2 separate regions of the Anser cygnoides genome follow, and region 1 is linked to region 2. A link is a contact called in public Hi-C data. All regions are on one chromosome and are shown on one strand. Each heading gives the region's core, a stretch centred on a gene start, on an enhancer-like site or on the middle of the called end of the contact. The rest is flanking DNA. Distances are from core to core; before and after follow the strand shown. Region 1 has its middle 53 kb from the start of NDUFA10. Region 2 overlaps HDAC4 (histone deacetylase 4).

Region 1 (2,700 bases), core at 167-2,666, 180 kb after region 2:
TTTTGGGTGCTCGTGCCCCTCACCTCGGCTATTTGGGCCCCCTGGACCAAGCCAGGAGGCTGTCAGAGGGATGGTGCCAGTGTCACACAGCAAAGGCGGGGTCTGTGTCACAGCCCTGATGCCACTGCAGGACGGGAGGTTTGCTCTGCGGGTCTTCTGACTGCGTTTGTTTGGCCAGCGCGGGGCCCCTGCAGCACCCCTGGATGCTGGGCTCCATCCACTCGTGCCTGGTCCAAACGCATCTGTCTTGCATCCCACCGGCAACCAGGGCTTCGCACAAGTGCTTCCCATCTTCATTTGTTTTTATGATCTCATGAATTTATCAAAGACAATTAAGCCGCCCCCAGTTGAGGCATCGCAGACGAGCTGCTGGAGTCCTCCTGCTCTCCCAGAGCAGCTTCTCCAGGACGGGGAGGGTTCTCCTGCACAGGGCTTGGCACCACCAGCCCAGGCAGACCTTCTGCCTGCAAACCCAGCAGCAGCTCAGCCACGAGCTATCGGGTCTGTGCCACGCGCTGCACGGTGCGAGGGGCAGGAGGTGCCCACCGCAGGACCACCCGTCCCGCAGGGGACATGTGGCACGGGGCATGTCCCCTCCGGCCGCAGCAGGTCGAGCGGCGAGGCTTTCCCAGCCACCATCTGAACATCTCGGGGGCACCCTGGGATGCATCCGAGTGGAGAAGGCACCGGTGGGGGGACTGCAGGCTCTCCTGGGGTGCCGCGGTGGTTTCCCCACGCCCGGGGCTCTCCCTTTCAGGGTTAATTACAGTCAGGGTGAACAACCTCTGTCTTTGTTTGCAGGGGAGGCTGGGCACCGCAGCGGGCGCACCCGAACGGGGCTGGTTGGGGCCACGCTATCTCGTCTGAAACCACACACGGAGCTCCCGCCGCAGACAGGAGCAGCCTCCCTGCTCCGCCTGGGCTGCTCCCTCCCAGGCTACAAAGGGGCTGCTAACGCAGTTCAAAGTTCTCCCCGGTACAAAAAACGGTCTTTGAGCGTAATTTGCTTCAACTCGAAAGCAGCTGAAGCTAATTACACGGCAACGAAATATCACGCTTTAATATTACTTAGCTCCCCTTGGCCGGGCTGCGGCGAAACGCTGCTGTGTTTGCGATCCAGACCTGAGCGCTTTCTGATCGCCAGATAACGCCCAGCTGGACTCGGGGGCGGCGGGGCAATGGGGTGCTCGACCCACACAGCCTGGGAGAAGGGGAGGCAGAGCAGGTGCTGCAGCCCCAGGGGCGGTGGCCGGGCTGCTTGGAGCACCGGTGTCCCTCCTGCTTTCCCTGGGGAGGACCCCCTGCAGCCCCCAGCCCACGCTCTGGTCTCAGCCCGTCTCAGACCCCGGCATTCCCGTGCCACCACCGCACGGGCGCTCCCAGAGGTGATGCTGCTCGGTGTGGCCCCGGAGTAACGCTGCTGGCTGGCCCGGGAAGTCCCCCGCTTGCAAGAGCAGCCCTGCACCCCACGCAAGGGACAGGGCTGACCCAAAGGCCACCACGGGGCGCCTCAAAGCCGGGAGGATGGGAAATCCCAGGCTTGCTCACGGCGTGGGCAGCAGAAGCCGAGTTCTCAGCACAGCAGAAGTGTGCTCAGAGCCCCCTGCAGCCTGCAGCCCCCGGGCCCGGGCCCGTGCTGGCTGCCTCCATCCCCAGGCGCCGCGCGGAGCAGCAGGCTGCATTGCCACCTAATGGGGTGTGCTGGGAAAGCCCCGTGCATCCGACGGGAAACCAGCACCATGGGTACACCGGAGGCTTTGCACGAGGTGGAGGTGCTCACCCAGTTGCGCTGCGCCGGCCGAGACCTTTGTTTAGTAGTCACTGGTCAGGACGTCCCCTGCACATAAAACGGTGCAGGAGGCACAAAGCAAAGAGGACAGGGAGGAGGTGAACGGGTTGTTGTGTGCTCAGAGCTGTGCCAGGACACACCGGCGTGAGGTGACCCCTTGCGACCCAGCGGTATCGCAACCCAGATCTGAACAGGCAGGAAAAAGCTTTATTGGGTATCAAAGTCATTTTCCCCTCGCTGCCTCCATGGCTCGTAAACGCTCCTGCCAGCAGAGCATGTTTAACATTAAGCTCTTTGAGGGAGCGGATGCGGTGTCCAGCTACACGAGCCTCCTTGCCAAAGTGCTGCGTGCACGCAGGCACCACGGGGAAGCCACCCCGCAGGGACCTGGCGTGGGTGCAACGAGCGCAGCCGGGCGGGGATGGTGCGGCTGTGCCAGCCGGGCAGAGCTGGAAGGTTTTGCAGGAGGAGCCCCAGCCCCACCAGCCTGCGTGGCACGGGGCTCTCCACGGGGCTGGCAGCAGGATTTGTGGCTGCCCGCAGGATTCGGGAGCTACCTCTCTCCAAGATGCATACTGGTACGTTGGTTTTTTTTTTTGGTGGTCCTTGGGGGACCCAGGAGTCGGATTCTGTGATCCTCGTGGGTGCCTTCCCACTCGGATACTGTGTGGTTCTGTGACTTGCAGCAGCACCGCTGGGGCTGGCAGGATGGACCTGGCCTCCTGGGGAGCGTTGCACAACGCAGCGGGCTGAGCGCATCGGGGCCGGAGCGAAGAGGAAGCCGTGTCACGCTTTGGCCACGGTCCTACCACACGCAACACAGGCCCCAAGTCCAAACGGCGGCTAACGTGGGCTCCATCTGCACACCTCACTCCCACCCCGTCCTACCACGGGTAAGGCAGACGGCCTCA
Region 2 (2,700 bases), core at 143-2,642:
AGCAGCAATTCAATCCTTTTGCATTAGCTATTTCTTTAATCAGGTATTACAATACCAGAAGCTTTAACATTTCCAGCAGAAGCTTAAAACTTTTCCACAAAGGTTGACTGAAGTACAAGACCAGTCTGAGGCTGAAAGGCATACCAGTTCCAAAGTGGACTTCCTTCACCTTGCTCAATGCAAGTCATTTACAACTTGTCTGAAAACACGACTTTGTGGTTGGAGGTAGAGTGTTTTGATGCATGAGTTTTTTGTCGTTGTTTAGACACAAACTGTTTTTTGAAGAAAAATCTCAAAATCGCTCCCATGAGTATGCTCACCAACACAGCCCCAGTAGATTTTACACTCCTGCTGCACATGAACCCGTCCAGCACTTTGTTTAAACCACACTGGTGCTTGGCTGTGCTACGCTTTGCATGATTAAGAAACCAAAAAACGCCTTTGCAATGCAGCAGCCTATCGGCCATGCTGCATGTACAGGTCAGCACTGTGGGCTAGGTTCTTTCTTAATGCCGTAAGATTTTAAGCATCTTTCAGTCCACATTTAGGGTACATAGTATGAAATCTTGGAGCTTTAGTGTTGACCAAGTAATGTATTTAAGGGCTCTAGGTCCAGACAGTTTGATTTTATGGAACGGCATCATTTTCACTGTAGCTTTAATACCTCTTCTCCATGAGTTACTCCTGCTTGCATAATTGCACGCAAAAATCCCAAACCAGTAAGTAAAAACAGGACCAGGAACTGAGTTGAACTCCTCTTACTTCAAATGGCACAGTAAAAGTTAGATCTTTCAAAAGGTTTTTGATTTAAAATGAGCCATGGGGGAAAATTACTCAGAATTTCTTAGAGAGGTTTTTATATTTGCAAAACAAACAAAAGCAACTCCAAAGCAAAAACCATGAAGAAAAAGAAAACCTCACTTTGCTAGAAGGACTGTGTATGGAGCTCATCGGCGAGATTCTTCTAGGCTGCTCAGGAGGTAAAATGAGGATGCGAGAAGGAAGCATCCAAATGCTCATTCCACCTCCTCATGCGCTCAAGAGCCTACCCGTCTCCCTATTCTTTCCCCACCCTCTGGTCAAAAGTATTTCAAAAGGGATCACAGTACCAACAAGCTGCCTTTTTAATCACAGAACGGTGAAGAAACCAGGAAGAGAAATAAAAATAGAACAATTGCATTAAGACAGCACTGTCCATTTAGTCTTAAGTGCATGCACATCTGCCCCCAGAACGCTGCAGTGGTATTCACAGATCAGTCATTTATTTGATATAAATGAATTAAAGAAATAAAAGATATTCTGTGTAAAAAAAAAAAAAATCTGCTGCCATCCTAGTGGAAATCAAGTGGTAAGAGAGAAGGCCAAGCTTCAGGAATACTAAGGGCAAGGACACAATCTGAGCCGAGATGTTCCTCATTCCCCTCGCAGTGGACAGAAATATCCTCAATTGTGTAAATAAAGTCTTAGTCAACAGCACGACAAATCCGTACACAGATAAATGTCACATGTTGACGTCAGTGCCAGCAACCTAATCAAAGTACAGCCTTCATCTATTTTTAAACCCTAGTTAAAGCATTTAAAATAAAAATCATTAAAACGAGTCTTTAAGAAAAAAGCCTCCTACAACCCTACGCACCAGTAACACAGGGCTGAAGTATTTCCTTCTCTCTGGTACCGGAGACACAAAACTGAGAACCCAGCCCTGAAACGGGCTGTTCCATCTGATGCGTCACCGCACTAGAAAGCAGCAGATAAGGATTTGGGAAAGCGTACACATCAGATTGGCACTAGCATTTGTATTGGAAATTTACCCAGACAGGTTAAAAATAACACCGCGAACATTCGCAGCCATTCTGAAGGTCGCTTTCCACAGTAGTGCTGTTTTTATAGTACGAGCTCCTGGCGACATGTGACCAGCTATTGCTAGTATTTTTGTCCCCAGAAAACACACTCTGCACAATCAGGTTCCCTTGGCTCAGAATTAAGGTCACAGAGCCTGGTCACAACCAATACGACAGAGCCGCAGCACAGAAATCAAGCCCAGCAGCTACTGGATTGACTTGTTTTCCTTTTCAAAGACTCCTCCTTGTAAACACTCCACTGACTCACGTTAGAAAAAAGGAAAGAAAAGGTCATTTCCTTCTACCAGCACTCTCGGGCTTACGTGGCTGTCGCGTATTTCTACGGTTTTAAGCACTGTTATCGCAGGCTCCGGTTTCAATACCGCACTAGGCAGTGCGAAGCAAGCAGCAGCGTTCGCAGGACAAGGCAGGAGACGTCCCCAGCCTGCTGGCCTCAGAGAGCAGTGACGTGACATCCAGCAAGGAGCCTGCTGTATAAGAGAGCTGCATGGATGGCCTCGACAGCGAACCCACCAAGATGCTCGCCGCAGTGGCCCCCGAAGATGTTCTCTGTTCACAAAGGCAGCGAGTCGTACAGAAAAGTCTCTTCGCAGTAGTTAAATCTCTGGTTTAGAGGAATACGCTATAACATGAAGGCTCCCCCAGGGATTCCTTCCCGGAGACAACAGCAGGAGACCACTAGCCAAAGAACAGGAGAGAACAGCCTGCAAATTAGTATCTAAAGTTTGAATCTAAATATTCAGATCAGATTCAAGTTCAAGGAGGAAATGATCCAATTTTGTTGCGTCCATCCCATCCGATCTCCTTTGCTGATGTTCACCATGCTCCATACCCGACA

What was found. Hi-C and Micro-C count contacts between places; a contact is called where the count stands out from the background.
Region 1: a Hi-C map of liver shows a contact between it and region 2, with 1.8 times the contacts expected there. The contact joins two enhancer-like sites. A contact is called at or near these places in 2 of 7 Hi-C or Micro-C datasets (both in liver).

Annotation. Positions count from the first base shown.
Region 1 is chr6:13,029,290-13,031,989 of Taihu_goose_T2T_genome, forward strand. No RefSeq gene overlaps it. Among named protein-coding and RNA genes, the nearest start is that of NDUFA10, 53 kb to the right of the region's middle. Within about 2 kb of position 1,417, at least 2 of the 3 cell types and tissues checked have open chromatin away from gene starts, as enhancers often do. A contact at or near this core is called in liver, where this site is marked.
Region 2 is chr6:12,844,394-12,847,093 of Taihu_goose_T2T_genome, forward strand. All of the region lies in intron 2 of HDAC4 (histone deacetylase 4), which reads right to left. Among named protein-coding and RNA genes, the nearest start is that of HDAC4, 49 kb to the right of the region's middle. Within about 2 kb of position 1,393, at least 1 of the 3 cell types and tissues checked has open chromatin away from gene starts, as enhancers often do. A contact at or near this core is called in liver, where this site is marked.